Regions from separate parts of the Columba livia genome. Here region 2 is linked to region 1. Evidence: chromatin contacts called from public Hi-C data. All regions are on one chromosome and are shown on one strand. The core of a region is the stretch at or near the end of the contact, and the rest is flanking DNA. Distances in the headings are between cores, read along the strand shown. Region 1 holds the start of CRYAA (crystallin alpha A). Region 2 holds the start of SIK1 (salt inducible kinase 1).

The links. Hi-C and Micro-C count contacts between places; a contact is called where the count stands out from the background.
Region 2: a contact with region 1 is called in a Hi-C map of liver, with 2.2 times the contacts expected there. The contact joins the promoter of SIK1 here to the promoter of CRYAA in region 1. A contact is called at or near these places in 2 of 2 Hi-C or Micro-C datasets (crop and liver).

Annotation. Positions count from the first base shown.
Region 1 is chr1:96,776,635-96,784,135 of bColLiv1.pat.W.v2, reverse strand. CRYAA (crystallin alpha A) reads right to left here and starts at 1,741. Exons shown (of 3, transcript XM_021286513.2): 1 at 1,338-1,741; 2 at 268-390. The coding sequence starts at 1,526.
Region 2 is chr1:96,959,316-96,966,183 of bColLiv1.pat.W.v2, reverse strand. It overlaps SIK1 (salt inducible kinase 1), which reads left to right and starts at 4,730. Exons shown (of 14, transcript XR_010473746.1): 1 at 4,730-4,905; 2 at 5,179-5,412; 3 at 6,294-6,410. HSF2BP (heat shock transcription factor 2 binding protein) reads left to right here. Exons shown (of 10, transcript XR_010473755.1): 10 at 780-2,080.

The DNA of each region.
Region 1 (7,501 bases), core at 492-2,991:
TTTGGCAGCCCAGATGATTAGTGAACATTAGTGAACAATGGACAACGTCATCTGATGGTTATGGAAGGTGATAATTGAAAATAAACAAAAGAGGAGTGGATTAGCTTGTTATTGTCAGATATCAGGTTGGGGCTCTATGGGAATGGGCCATGCTGATAATGTCAATAGATAAATAACTCCTTCTTCTGATATATTATTTTTTTTCCCCTTCAGCTGAGGACGATTGGTAAGAAAGTAAACAGAGCTTGACTCCCCAGTTGCCCTTACCTGTCTTTCACTGTGCTTGCCATGGATTTCCACAAAGTCGTCAATAATCTTCACACTCAGGTCTTCGGGAGAGAAGTGTTTTACATCCAGCATGATTGTAAACTTTTCCCGGTCAGACCTCACCTGAAATGAACATTGTCAGACAGTAAGACATGAGCTCTAAGTGCGGAGGGAAGCGTCATGACAGCTTAAAAGCCGGAGAAGGGGGGGGTCTGGCAGCAGCACGGCTTCCCTGTCTGGGACTATGGGCCTCAGCGGGGGTCTTCTATCCCTTGGTGGGGACACAGGGACACTGGGAGGCTGTGGCAGGGGTCTGCGCCATTGCTACTGCTCTGGGGAGAGGTATCACCTCTCGCCACTCTTCCTGGGCGGGGACCCCTTTGCACCCAGTGATCTGCCAGATGCACCAGAGCTCAGCAGCAAGGGGGAATGGAAACCAGTCCAATATTCTCTGATAGCAAAGGTTTTGTCCTTTCAGTGATTTATGGTTTCTTTGGGGTCTCAGCTCTGGGAGGAAACCAGTAAGAGTGAGCTAGAGAAAGTACTGGTCCCTGAGCTTCACACTACAGTCTCCACTGCTACGTGCTCCTCCTACACACTGCCTACAGATGACTGCTCCTGGGTCCTCCAGCGTGAGCTTGCAAAGCCCACCAAGCTCCTGAAGCAGAGGAGGGGGCCAGAGGAAGCTCCCGCATGCCAGGGTCCTCTCCCACGCTGAGCTGCCCTCGTGGGCGCTTACTCTGGGAGCAGCCTAGCTCTTCCCTCCTCATATGGCCGTCTGACATGAGGGCAGCAAAGGCAGCCTTTTCCATGTCAAAAACAACCGTCAGGAGCCAAAATGATCTCTGTTTCTTGTAGGGAAGCCTTCTCCCCAGTGAGGGTTTCCCTCCGTGCCCAAGAAGGGGGGCTCACTGTGCCTGGCGGTGGGCTGGAGGTCCTCCTTACCCCCTAACACCCCAGCACAGGGCTACAGTCGCCAAACCCAGCCAGTGCGGTGAGGGTGGGGAGGAGCAGGCAGAGGTGTAAGGAGGGAGGGGAAGGAAAAGGAGAGGAATCCGAAGGGCCCTTACCTCTGAAATGCCTGACTCCAGCACACTGCGGAAGAGGGACTGCCTGTAGTAGGGGCTGATAGTGGAAGAGAACCAAGGCAGGAGATCGTACTCGAGGAGGCCCTCTCCAAAAAACTGGTCGAACAAACGGCTTGGAATGAGGGGTCCCAGAGCACGCTTGAACCAGGGGTGCTGGATGGTAATGTCCATTCTGGCTGCTGCTGCGACCTGTGGCTGCGAGGGGAAAATGGCAGGGGCAGTGAAGCTCCTGGAGAGACAGTGATGCCTTGGCTGGACTGCACAGTGCAGCCCCAGGGAAGCTCCCCCTATATATACTGGTCTCGGAGAATGAAGGCATTAGAGGGATTTCTCTGGAAAGACATGATCTCATGACGGAGGCAACGCGGTCAGCAGAAATGCGGAGACTGACCTGGAAACAACAGTCTGGTTGGAATGGGTGCCAGGTCTCCCAGAGGGATGATGCCAGGCAGCACGCTGAAACACAAGGGGTGCCCAGGGGTACTGACAGGTCCTCTACGGGATCAAACAGGCTAAACGGGACACCCCAGTGGGTGTCTCAAGGATGCTTGTGAAGGAGGTCTGATCTGTGGGTCTTTATAACCCGCCCTTGGCTTTTTGTTATTTTGCTTCTGTTTCTGCCCCTCCTTGAAAGAGAGACACAAAGTCTCTTCCAAACACATGAAACAGCTTTCTTCCAAGCGTGGAAAAGGGGTTTGGTTCAGATAGAAGAAAGCAAAACTTTTTTTTGACATGCTATAAAGTGTCTCCCGCACTTGAGAGGGGTCTGTCACCCCTGGCGCAGGGATCATGATGGAGCTGGCAGGGAAGCAGGACTAACGCATGATGCAGAGCATGAACATGGCTTTGACAAAACAGAAACTTTTAACAAACAAATACTTTGCCAAAAGAAAGAAGGAAAAATAAGTTTGGTCACTGACCGTAACAGCAGTCCCAAAGCTGCTCTTGAGAGCGTCCTTGTTTTAATTTAGGAGTGTTGTGGGAGATCTATTTCTCTCCTGGTGTCACGACACAGATCCTGCCTAACACGCATTTCTGGTTATGGCTGGTTTGCATTTCTGTTACCCTTAAAGTTGCCTTTAAGGGGTCATCCGCCATCCTGGAGGAACCAGGGAAGGGGCACGTGGACAGCCCACTACTGGAGCAGCAGGCTCTGCCAGAGAGGAGCGAAAAGGCAGCTAAAGGGCTCAGCACGAGGCCCCAGCGACAGCAATGCAGGGACTGCATCCCAGGGGCCTTCCCAACAGCAGGAGCACCTACGTCAGGAGTCTTGCACGTCTCAGCGCCTTTTGCAGTCACAGAGAGCGATGGAGAGAGAGGAGAGGGCACCTCCAAAAGGCACTTCAGGGCTGAGGGGCTGAATTATCTTCTCGTGGAGCCAGGGTCTAAGGAAACCAAGGGTGGCTGAGATCCTGGCATCCGTGCTTCTGGAGAAATTGGATCAATCCAGGCCAGAGGAGCTAAATTCAGAAAAATATTGAATTAAAGTGACATTCAGTTAAACATCACCTGGCATTGAGGAGCCCTGTGGTCTTGGAAAGCCCTTGGCTGTGACTCCCGCTCATGACCCTTCCCCAGGAAGTGCATGGAGGCAGGTGAGGAAAAGCAGGAAGCAGAAGATCCTGTTACAGAGGCTTTCCTTCATGGAAAACAAAAAGTTGAACAGAAAAACACCCAACAAGGCAGAAGGGACTGCTAAGAAGAGAGACAAGAGTTTAAGTTCAACCTCAGTTGAAGTTTAAGTTCCAGCAAGAAAAAACCCTGTGGTCTGGGCACGGCTCTTGGGCATGAAGGCTTTTCTAAAATCAGGTGTGAAAATGAGATCAATCTCTCCTCAAGACACAGAGGGAAAAAACACAACAGGCAGACCTTCCCCCCCTTTAGTCCCATTGTCCCAAATCTGTCACTTTGCTTGAGAAAACGGAGGAAAATAAAACAAAAATCATAAAGCACTTCCAAGATTTTTCTTCAGGACCTCTATTAAGTTTAGTTCTTTGTTCCAGGAGAAAAGGAAATCTCTCCTCAGCCAACCAGTACTAGAGACCTGCTAACTTGTATTTAAACAGATAGAAGTAGTGCCCTGACATATGCAGAATGAAAGAAGCAATTAAAAACATTAACTCTGTCTTGGGGTGTTATCTTCTTGTTCTCAAACTGAGTCCAAATAATGAGCATGCTAGCTATGGAAAAGAAAGGTTTCTAACTGCATGAAGAAAATTAACCCATTTTCAGTCAAACCAGCACAGTGGTAAAGGCGGGTTATTGTGGCGGGGAGGAAGAAGGGAACCCAGGCGGGCTCTACCCCTCTCACCAGCACCAACCAGCAGCACATCCATGCTCTTAGGCACCAGGAAAGCAGCTGTTTGCCTACACACCGCTGCTTACCTCACAGTGAAGCCCAACAAAATCCATCATCCATCCATAGCCTGAAGCCTGCTCCAGGATCAGAGCATGTGTGTATTCAACACGTGATCAGAGCATCCCTTATGTTGAGTGGTATGATGGGAATGGGCTGTTGAGAGAATAACAACAAATATATCTTCATCTAAATTTTGTCTAAAATTAGGTATATTACCACACATTCAAATACTTGAAAAGTGGCAGCTGTCTTTACAGTTTTACATCTTTAGTTTTTTCTGGACTCACATTTTCATGGCTCTCCCTAGAATTAATCATATCCATTTTGTCTTTGATGGACATTTTTGTCTTTTATGGGGAAAATATTTCACTGAAATGTAAATGTCATTTACAGAAGTTTTTTCTGATGCAGTCTTTGCACTGCCTACATGCCTCTGGGCAACAAGCAGTCTCCTGAGACTCATCACATCTGACTTCCAACAGTCTGAAACTCAGGTGTCCAGTCCAAATGAGTTGTCCAGGCTCCCTGTCCAGTCAGTGGAGAGTGTCAAATGTCTCCAGATGGCTCACATGATAATGTAGGTGGATAGAAAAGGTGAAATGAGACACCTTTCAGCAGTGCCTGCATCTGGACTGACTAAGGAAGGAGCCTGGACAGCTGCCTTAGGGGAGGCAATTCTGATGCTGACCTCCTTCTGGACAAGCAGAGCTGCAGAGATTAATCCTATCCAGTGGGATTTGTGCCTCCCCTCAGAAGGAAACTACACCTGGGAATGCCAAGAGGGAAATGGCATTTATTAACTCCACTGGTACTGGATTAAATAAAGAGTTTGGTATGAGAGGAAAAAGCAACTACTTTGCACCAGTTCAGGGGACTAGACTTCTCACAGGATGCACAACATTTGTGCATCAGTGTCACCAACTGAGCAAAAGCACCGAGATCTGTTGGCCTTCCTATAAAAAGAAGGTAAACTAGTGCATATGCTCACAAGCACACTCAAAAGCAACACATCAAAGGCAGGTTTTCCCAAAGCCTCATTGCAAATTTGGAATATCAGTCCAACTCAAAAGCTATTCCAGTAGGATCTGCTGTCTAGCTTACTTTTGAAAGAATCCCTTCCTCAATTATCATGCATAATTGCCAGCCCATGAGACATTTTGTAAAGGATGTTGCCCAGCACAAGATGCAGAAATCCTAGATCACGTTTCTGAGTATAGCAGGAGTCAGTGATCAAGTACAGCCTTTGTCTGGATTTAGCCGCTATTAGTTTGTCCATGAGACTGACTCACCTGCTGACTTCTAGGTGAGCCCAGCGCTGCTTCCAACCCCCCCCCCGTGACAAACTCTGTACAAGCCCAGCACGAAGATAAAAGCGAGAGTTTAAGTGGGGGAGTGACTGGTCGGATGTTACAATGGGAGATTTGTATGCGATTCTGAAGTGCTTATATAATTTGGATTACTCTTTCCAGCTGGCATGTTGCGGCCCCAGGAGAGCTGAGAAAGGCAACCTCTGCTCTGATCGGCATGTCCTCTTGGGCTAAGTGGTCTCTGTTAACCTGCAGATGGTGCAAGTCTTCAGATGGTTCTTATAGAAAACAGGAATGAGTTCCAGTGCTTTTACTTTAAAACACACATATCAAGCAAAATTAAAAGTATGTCTGTACTCATTTAGATGGTCCTCTGCATTTAGGTGTAAGCTGCTTAGCAACAACGTAAGGGAGTGAATAGTCTCTGCCAACATTTAATGATAAAATTGCTGCGGCATGCTAATCAAATTAAGTTTTCCCTTTGGAGGAACACTCCTGTGAGGTACAAAAAGGAGTTCATGACAGCCACACGGAGCTATGGCAGGTAATAATGTGATTTCCTTGCAAGTTTTCTTCCTACCAGTCTTCCTGTGGTAGAAAATACTACGTAATGTGTGGGAAGGAGCTGCTGATTGGGAAAAAAATGACCATCCTTTTCTTAATCTGACATAAACCTAGCTTGGAGGGAATGCAAGAAGTCCACAGAAGTCAGTATGCAAGACATCAAGCTAAGAGGGCAGGGTCACCAGGGAGTCAGCATTATCAGTTTTGGCTCATGAGCTGCTAAGCACTTACTAAAGGCTCTCCCTAGGAATGAACACAGAGCATTTATTTCTTCATTTTTAAGGGAAAAATCCTTTCTTCAGAAGACTCACTTCCTATTCCTCAAACACATACATGCCACCCAGGGCAATGCCACAGTCAGGAGCTCCAAATCTTTCTACCGCATCTGACCTGGGATGCTCATGGAGGAAGGAGGATTATAGCTGCAGTAAACTCATTTTCCTCTGCACTGAACCCCCACCAAATACCATGGAAAGCACTAAAGTAGTGATTTCTGCCAAGTGTTGAATGCTGTTGACATCTTGCTGAAGTTTATAATGGATGGGAGAAGGTGAGGCCACGTTATCAGTACAATTTGCACACCATGCTTAACCGTGGTTAGGGCTGCAGGGCTAACACAATGGGAGGGCTGACATGAGAGAAGGCAGATTATATATATATATATATATATATACATATATATATATATATATGGGGTTTTTTTATTAGATGAATAAGTGTTTCTTGTTAAAAGCAAAGAGAACACTTGAAGAACCCTCTTTGAGGATAGTTCATAGCAAGAAAGGAGCCAGTTAAGTGGGAGGGTTGCTACCTGCTAAGCATCTTTGAAAAACAGGCCATGTATTAAGATGTTTAAATATAGATTTAGGACCCTAACTTTCAGCAAGTGTATTGGAAGAAAAAAAAAATGGTAGAAACAAAAGAAGAAGAAGGGAAGAATAAAAGAAGCAAACTTGGCTTGCTTTTCTTTTAAAGAGAGATCAGGGTGTCCCTAGAGAACTCTGCACATTCCCATGCCTCCCAAACAGCCATCAGCTGCCTGGCTGGGAGCAGGTGAGCAACCCCCTGCACTCCAGCAGCTTGGCAGAAAGAGCCAGGGACTAAGCCTGTCCTGGTATAAGACAACATAGCTCTCGCTTTCCTCCTCTCCGCATCACTTGCTTGATGAATGGTCAACCCCTCTACCAGAGTTTTGTCCCAGGTGGTCCCCGTTCTCACTCACAACAGTTTTTTGTCCCACAGGGACTGTGGTTGCAAAGTTGTTGAACACTGGGGCCTGAGAGAGAGAGTGATCAAAGAGGGGACAAGTTGTGGAGCTGACATTCCTAGTCTTCTACTTAAAAAGAAATATTTGTCCCACTGTTTTTAAGGCATAATCCTCTGATTTATTGCTGGCCTTTGGGATTCGTTTTCCTCTTCAACACCTCCTTCCTCCCTGTTTTAGAGGGATGGGACGATTTTTATTTCCTGGCTTATAGCAGTCCGCAGTCAGATTTACTATTCAGCTGTATACTAGAAAAGTTAAATATTCACTCTCCTAATACAAAGACTGATATTTATTTTATCTAAAGAATTTATATAATACCAACAGTCTGCCTTGGTGCAGCCAAAGAGGCTTAAAAAATTACTAGCAATCCCTTTTTTCCACCTCAGAGCCCACATCCTAAACACTGAACAAATCCCATCAGTGTTTAGGGCACATAACATCATTGTTGTCAAATCAATGGTGAATTTACGTGCTGTTAATCCTTGGCATTTATTCAAACAAACTCAGCAAGTTTTAGCAGCATAATGCATTTTATGTTTTCATCAATGGATTTGCATAGGGAATGAGAGATGCTCTTTGCTTCCCAGCCTGCAGCAGCTCACCCAGAGAGTGGGAGATACGAAGAGATCACCCAGCACGTCCAGAGAGC
Region 2 (6,868 bases), core at 3,481-5,980, 180 kb before region 1:
AATAACCTGGCCCACTTCTCTTCTTACATAATCCTTTCATGTGTTTCTTGGCAGTTGTCAGTCAGGTTCACATGCCCCGGCACAGTGGAGCACTATAAGAGTGACAAACATGGAAAGGAAATGATTACAATAAAAGAAAGACGCTCTCAAGGGCATAGACCACCTTGTTTGTTCTGTGTTTGTACTTCCCTTAATACAAACAAAACCAGTCAGAGCCTTCGTATTAGTGGTAGATTTTGTAGCACATTATATTTGGGAAAGTAAAGAACCCTAACACATCTGGTGGTGACCCTTTCAAAATCTATTTTATAGCCCAAGATAAGGATAGATGCTGAAGAGAAGCCCTAGGTACCTTTATTCTGCAAGACAAGCTCAATGTATTATGTCAGTGCAATGTCATCACCTCATTAATTATGAAATGTCATAAACATTAATGACAAAAGATCATTGTTGTGATCATAATTATGTAACTGATGCAATGTTATGACCAAAGACATTCCAGTGGTCTGAAATGTATTTCTGGATACCATTGTGGTGCTTCAGTAAGGATATTCTAGCTTTAAAGTATTTTTGCTAAAATTGAAGTGGCAGCCTGTCTTTTTCTAATTCAAAGATACTTTGAAGTCATATTACAAACAATCATGCACCATCTTTTTCAAGATCATGCTTTTGTCTTTCAAATAACCCTACAAGTATTTTAGTTGATTGCCTCATCTTCTTTACTTTAAATGTCACTTTACCTATCGGAATGTGACACCTTCCATTTTCTTGTTTTCTAGGCTAGAGTCCGACTTGGTGTGACCAGGAACAACTCTATTGACTTCAGCACGGTTTTACTCAATTAAATGATAGGACGATGGAAATAGCCCAACAAATCTGATTTTCAAAATAACAACACTGGTGTTTTCTGGGAAAAAAAAAAAAAAAAAGAAGAAACTAATGCTATACTGCAAGTAGCACCCCAGCAAACTTAACACAGTAAACTAGGCTGACTTCAGCTGTGGAGGCTGAAATGGGTAGGAAGGAATGCTACCATTTCTCAGTTTTGTTTTCTTTTCACCAACTGAAGAAAGTTGCTATTGTTGTTTGTTTGTTTTGAAATGACTGAGCGAAATGACTGAAGATTGAATTGCTGGAAATATCTGCAAGATGAGTTCTGGAAGGCAGCAGCCTTCATACATATTCCCATCCACAGACCATGCCGCTCTTAGTGAGGGAGCACAAGACTGCTGCAATGGAAAAATTTAGCAGTTGTGTCCTCCCAGTTTCTCCCTCTTCCTAGAGAAATCGAATCCTTGTGGAGATGCTTTGGAAACTACCTCTCCACTTTCCTCACTTTTCTGTCCTTGTTATGTACAAGTTGGCTCCATAATTATACGTCTCCTGACCATGGATGTTCCTCCGAGGTGATTCCACATTCAGTATATCCAGAACACCAGAGGGCAGCAAAAGTGTTAAAGCAGAAATTGCAAAAGCCTCAACCTTCCCAACAGAAGCACCTCTGTGATGATAAAACGGGATTGAGTAAGAGGTTCATAATGCCTTGACAGTATCAATTAAAGAGAAAGTGGTAGAAAAACAATGTAATTATGACACTATCAACATTGTGCAATGGCTGCTTCTGAACAGCGCTGCTGGAAGCTGTTGTGACCCATATGTATGAAAATGGAAGAGAAATACCAAAAGGTTGCTGAGAGTAGTAGAGGCAGGAGGTCTTTAACTCTCAGTAAGTCATACAATAGTGTTATAGCTCTTAAAAATTACATGCTCCCTCCTCCACTGCAGAAGCCATATGTACCCCACCCTCTGGACTAGAGATTGCAGGTCTGTGTAAGTACCTTCCACAGGTAGCAACACTTGCCAGTTCTTCTTGCCTATTCCATCTAATGCAAGTAATTAAAATCAGGATGGTGGATTCTCCTCGGTGTAGCCATCTGGTGAGGTCTTACACTGTCCAAGGAAGACCCATGGCACAGGTGTCTGCCTCTCCTTAGAAGGTAAAAATCACGAGATGTCAGAGAGAGCACCAAATCCAGTCCTCTTCTTCCCATTTAAGAAGAAATAAAAACGTTATGCTCCTAGCTGGGGCTGTCTGCCTTGAGTGTTCTTTCTAAAAAGACCAGTTCTGTTTGCCATCTTAAAACACTTAATCAATTTCAAATGAAAACAGCAGCTATAATTAAAGGGAGGAAAATCCCACCACAGCAGAGGAACCATTATTAAGGTAATTTTTTTCTTTATAACTCCTGGGGCACTGTTCACATGCAGTTGCTACTGTATGTGCTGTTTGTGCGTCACCTCCTCTTCATGAGCTCCATGGAGAATATACTGTTAGCTTAATAATAACAATAATAATAATAATAATAAGTCAGCTTTTCATGTGAGTTATTCAAGGCACTGTGTAAGCACTAATTGAATGTTACAATAGCCCTGGCTGGCTGCATGCTATTAACCCCCTTACAGCAACTGACATAGCAGTCCCATGACCTGGGTGACACCACCAGCTCCATGTGAGCAGCTCCTGTCCTTCAGCTCCTGGCCACCGCATCTGCAAGCTGCTGCCGTCTCCCACTGCCGCTCAAGCCCCACACGCTGCTAGCCTGCCTGCTCACAGTAAATAAGCACAGGAACAACATGCGTTTTGTGTGATCATCAAGGTAAACAAAGTTTGGAGGTTAATTTCAGATGTTATTTCTCCATGATTCTAGGAGAAGGAGCCTACAGCCTAACTTGTCTCCCAAATGGCCAGCACCCACCTTACAGCAGGGGACACAAGCAGTGTAGTTCATTAGACAGGAGCAGAGGAAGCCCTGCTTGCTTCGCTAGAATGTCCCGATGGGTCTCTCTCAAGTGTGTTGATGACACACAGCTCATATATCATGTAATTTGATTTATATAGAGGACCACATTTTTCCCATCCTGTCTTTAGAGTGGATTTACAAAAACTGACAATAAGCTGGCTTTCCTCGCACAGTGAGTTGCTCTGGAGCCCTTCAGAAGTCATTCATGAACCCTAAGGAGATCACCAGCTACAGCTGAGAACAAGCATAGCAAATGCTTTGAAATCTTCATTGTGAAGGTGAGCTATACCTCTTCCACATTATTTCAAACAGTCTGGAAAATCCCACTTGCATGGTGCCTCTGTATGGCAGAAGAAGGTCACCATCCAGTGTGCCATTGGTCATGGTGGTCAGGCTTGGAGTTTGGGTTGAGACAGACAGTCTTCCAGTCAGGGGCCCAACCACTGACTGGAGAATTACTTATCGGAAAAAAGCCTACACTGACTCTAATAGAGCTGATAAAGTTGAATAACAGATGTGGCAGGCACCATTCAAGACTTATTTCCAAGGCTAAACAGAAATTTGAGACCAAATGTACAAACACTTTGGTCACTTGCTGTGTGAAGGCTGAAGACCTACATGCTTGAATCCCATGCATCTGCCGCTTTGTACTTGCCCTTGAGAGGAACTTCTTGGTCACTTCTAGGATGCTGAGGCTCAATGCCAAACAGCCTCCTTCAGCATTGGTGAGCAAGAGAGTGCTTCCCAAGCCTCAATTCCAGGCTGACCAGAGACAATAGCACTGCAGGTGCACTCAGAATGTATGAGTAAGTTGCCAGGTATCACAGGACAGAACATATACATAGGCTCTTTATTATTGCTTCTCTTCCCGTCCGTGCCCAGCTGGTGGACGCCAGAGGGTTGCTGTCCCCAGGACGCACAGGGGGTGCCAGACAGGATGGTCGGCAGGAGCCCCCGACAGCTCCCCTCCATCACTCACACCCGGGAAACAACCGGGGACGGAAAGCGGCCCTGCGCAGGGGAAGGCGGGTCAGTGTCCCGCCGCGGGCATTGCTGAGAGCGGTGGGCGGCCGTAGCCCTCCTTGTGCTTTGGGATTAGGACACAAATGTCCTCCGCAGGACGACAGCCACACTTTCCCCGCTGCTAGCGGGACAGTACCGCAGTCGGTAGCCCCACAGCCCCGGCGGGTCTAGGGCTCCGGCACACGGTGGGGGCCGTCTCCGTGGCGGGGAAGGGGCCACCAGGGGGTCAGGGTCACCAGCGAGGGCCTGGCGGTCACCAGGGCTGCCCGCGCGCTGGCGCCGGCGAGGTGCCTCTCCCCGTCGAGCGGGCTCGGCGCGGCGCTCGCAGTCTCCCCATCTCCGCCGGGCCCTCCGCAGGGCAGCGCGGCGGGGGGCAAGCCCTGCCCGCGGCGGGCGTCTTGCAGCCGGCGGTCCCGGGCGCTCAGGAGCTCCCCAAGGGGACGGGCGCGCGGCGCGGTGGGGCGGCCACCAAACGGTTGGCGGCTGCCGGCGCCCCGCGCGCTTCAGTGGTTGGCGCGGGCAGCGGGTGCGCCGGCAGGGGGCGACCCCGCCGGGAGAAGGGACGCGTCACGTGATAGTAGAAAGCACCCCCCACCCCCCCCGGACGGGGGGGGGACGACAGGAGACCCCGCAGCCCCCTCCCTCCCTCTGCCCTGACGTCACCGCCCCTCTGTCTCCCGGGCGACGGCTCCATCAGCGCGCGCGTCAGCACCGCCCGTCCCTTGGCAACGGCCCGGTGTCTCGCTCTCCTTCAGCCTCGCGCCTGGGCGCGCGTCTCTCTGGCGTCAAAGTGACGTCAATGGGCCCGTCTCGGCTTTCGGCGGTGGGCGGGGGGAAGAGGCGGGAGGGAGGGCGGGGTGTGCGCGGAGGGGGGCCGGCGGAGCGCGGCGGGTGGCGGGAGGGGGGGTGGAGGGGAGAGGGGGCCGGGACATCCCGTGTGCTCCCGCCTGTGCCCCGGCGCACGCCAGACATACACACGCGCGCGCGCACACACACGCACACACACACACGCGCACACACCCCGCCGAGGCGGCTCAGCCCGGCGCCGGCAGCCGCGGAGAAGCGCCCGCCGCCCGCCCAGGTACGGCGGCTCCACGGCCGCTCCGGCGGTTGGGCAACGGCCGCGCGAGGCGGCCGGGGGGCGGGGAGGGAGTGGCGCGCGGGGCGGTGGCGACGCGCGCGCGGGTCCGGCGCGGCGAGTTCTGCAGCGAGCGCCGAGCGGAGCGGGGAGGCGGGAAGCGGGGCCGGCGCTGCCGCGGCTCCGCTGGAGCGAGGGAGGAGAACCCGCCGAGTTGTGAGCGGGGTCCGGCGGCGGGCGCGGCTTGACGGGCTGTGCTGTGCCCTCTCCGTGCAGGTGCGAGCGCCCCGCGTCCCCGGGCAGCGCGGATGCTCCCCTCCTAGGCACGGCGTGCGCTGCCCGCCACCCGCCTAAGCCATGGTGATCATGTCAGAGTACAGCTCCGTGCCGGCTGCCGGACAAGCACAGCAGCGGCCGCTGCGAGTCGGTTTCTACGACATCGAGAGGACCTTGGGAAAAGGCAACTTCGCGGTGGTCAAGCTGGCCAGGCACCGAGTGACCAAGACGCAGGTGGGTGCGGAGGCTGGCGGGGGACCGGGGGACCAAGGGCCTGCCACTTGGCGGGCCGGCTGCCCTGAACACATCGTGCACTAAACTGGCGCTGGAGAGGAGGGAGAACAGCATCAAGCTTTGCGAAGTGCAGACGGCTCAGCCCGCCGTGCTGAGTGAGCACCAGTAGTTGATGTAGCTCTTGGTAGAAGCTTTGAGTTTTCCCGGTGTGTTCAACAGAGCTCATGTAGAATTAAAAGCGAGCAAGAATATATGTGAAGTTAACATTTCCGAGTGTGACGGTAGCTTCACTGAATTACTTCGTCTTAGTTTGCTAAAGAGTCGAACAAATTAACGATCTTTTGAAGTCTTTAGACGGCTCTAATTTTTTCATTCTATGTGTTCACTTCAGGAACAAAGAACTTGTAGTGTTATTTGCAGAAATTATTTATTAATGGCATGCAACCGTATTTCCATTTGTAGTGCATGTCAAAATCACATCGGTCACTACAGTAGAAAACAGTCTGTTGCAGGAATCTGTTTTTCACTGGCTCAGGATGGATTAAAAGATTTACTGAATCCTGTCCAGTGCTAATTTCTGCAGTTCTGTTCACTACCTTATGTGTAATCCTTTGACACAGAAAAGAAAAATGAAAATGTTCTGTGTCATGAATTCTGTGCGGTTCAGAAAAACAGAATCAGCTTTGTCAAGTCCATACTTTAAAAGCTACTTTTCTTGGATTTTGTGAGTTTGTGTGTGTGTGTGTGCTGGGGTTGTTTTCTTTTTTTTCTAAGAAACTTTAATAGTAAGAGTGCCTATGTTATAAAACCTGCGGTTGTTTCATTTTTTGTTTGTTTGTTTTTTGTTTTTTGTTTGTTTTTTTTTTTTTTTAAATCTGCAGGTTGCTATAAAAATAATAGACAAAACAAGGTTAGACCCAAGCAATCTGGAGAAGATTTATAGAGAGGTTCAGATAATGAAACTTTTGAATCATCCACACATTATCAAGCTATACCAGGTAAGAGGTCAGCTTTGAAGTGCAGCATGCAGATGAGATATGCTTGTGCGCTTCTCTTGCACGATTTTATGTCAAATATTTGCAGAGAGAATGCATATTGAAATACTTTTTGAAAAACACTTAAACTGAGTTTTTTAAGAGTAATTCATCGTTCTTTGAACAAGACTCTGGTACATTAAACAGCTTTTTGACAAAGTGCACTGTAAAATTTACAGTTAAAATCAATCTGCAGTTTGTTTCAGATCCAGGAACTGATTATCTGGACTTGTATTACTAACTTGCCTTTCCTAACTCCAGTGCCTTTCCAGTTTAGAGGACTGGAACTTCTTAAGTGCTTTTGATAAGAGAAAGACTTAAACTCGTGTAGGACAGTAGAGAAGAAAGCTCAAAAGTTGAGTTTGCCATAAATGGAAGGGATTTTACATCAACAACAATTAAACCAAATCAATCTAAGTAGA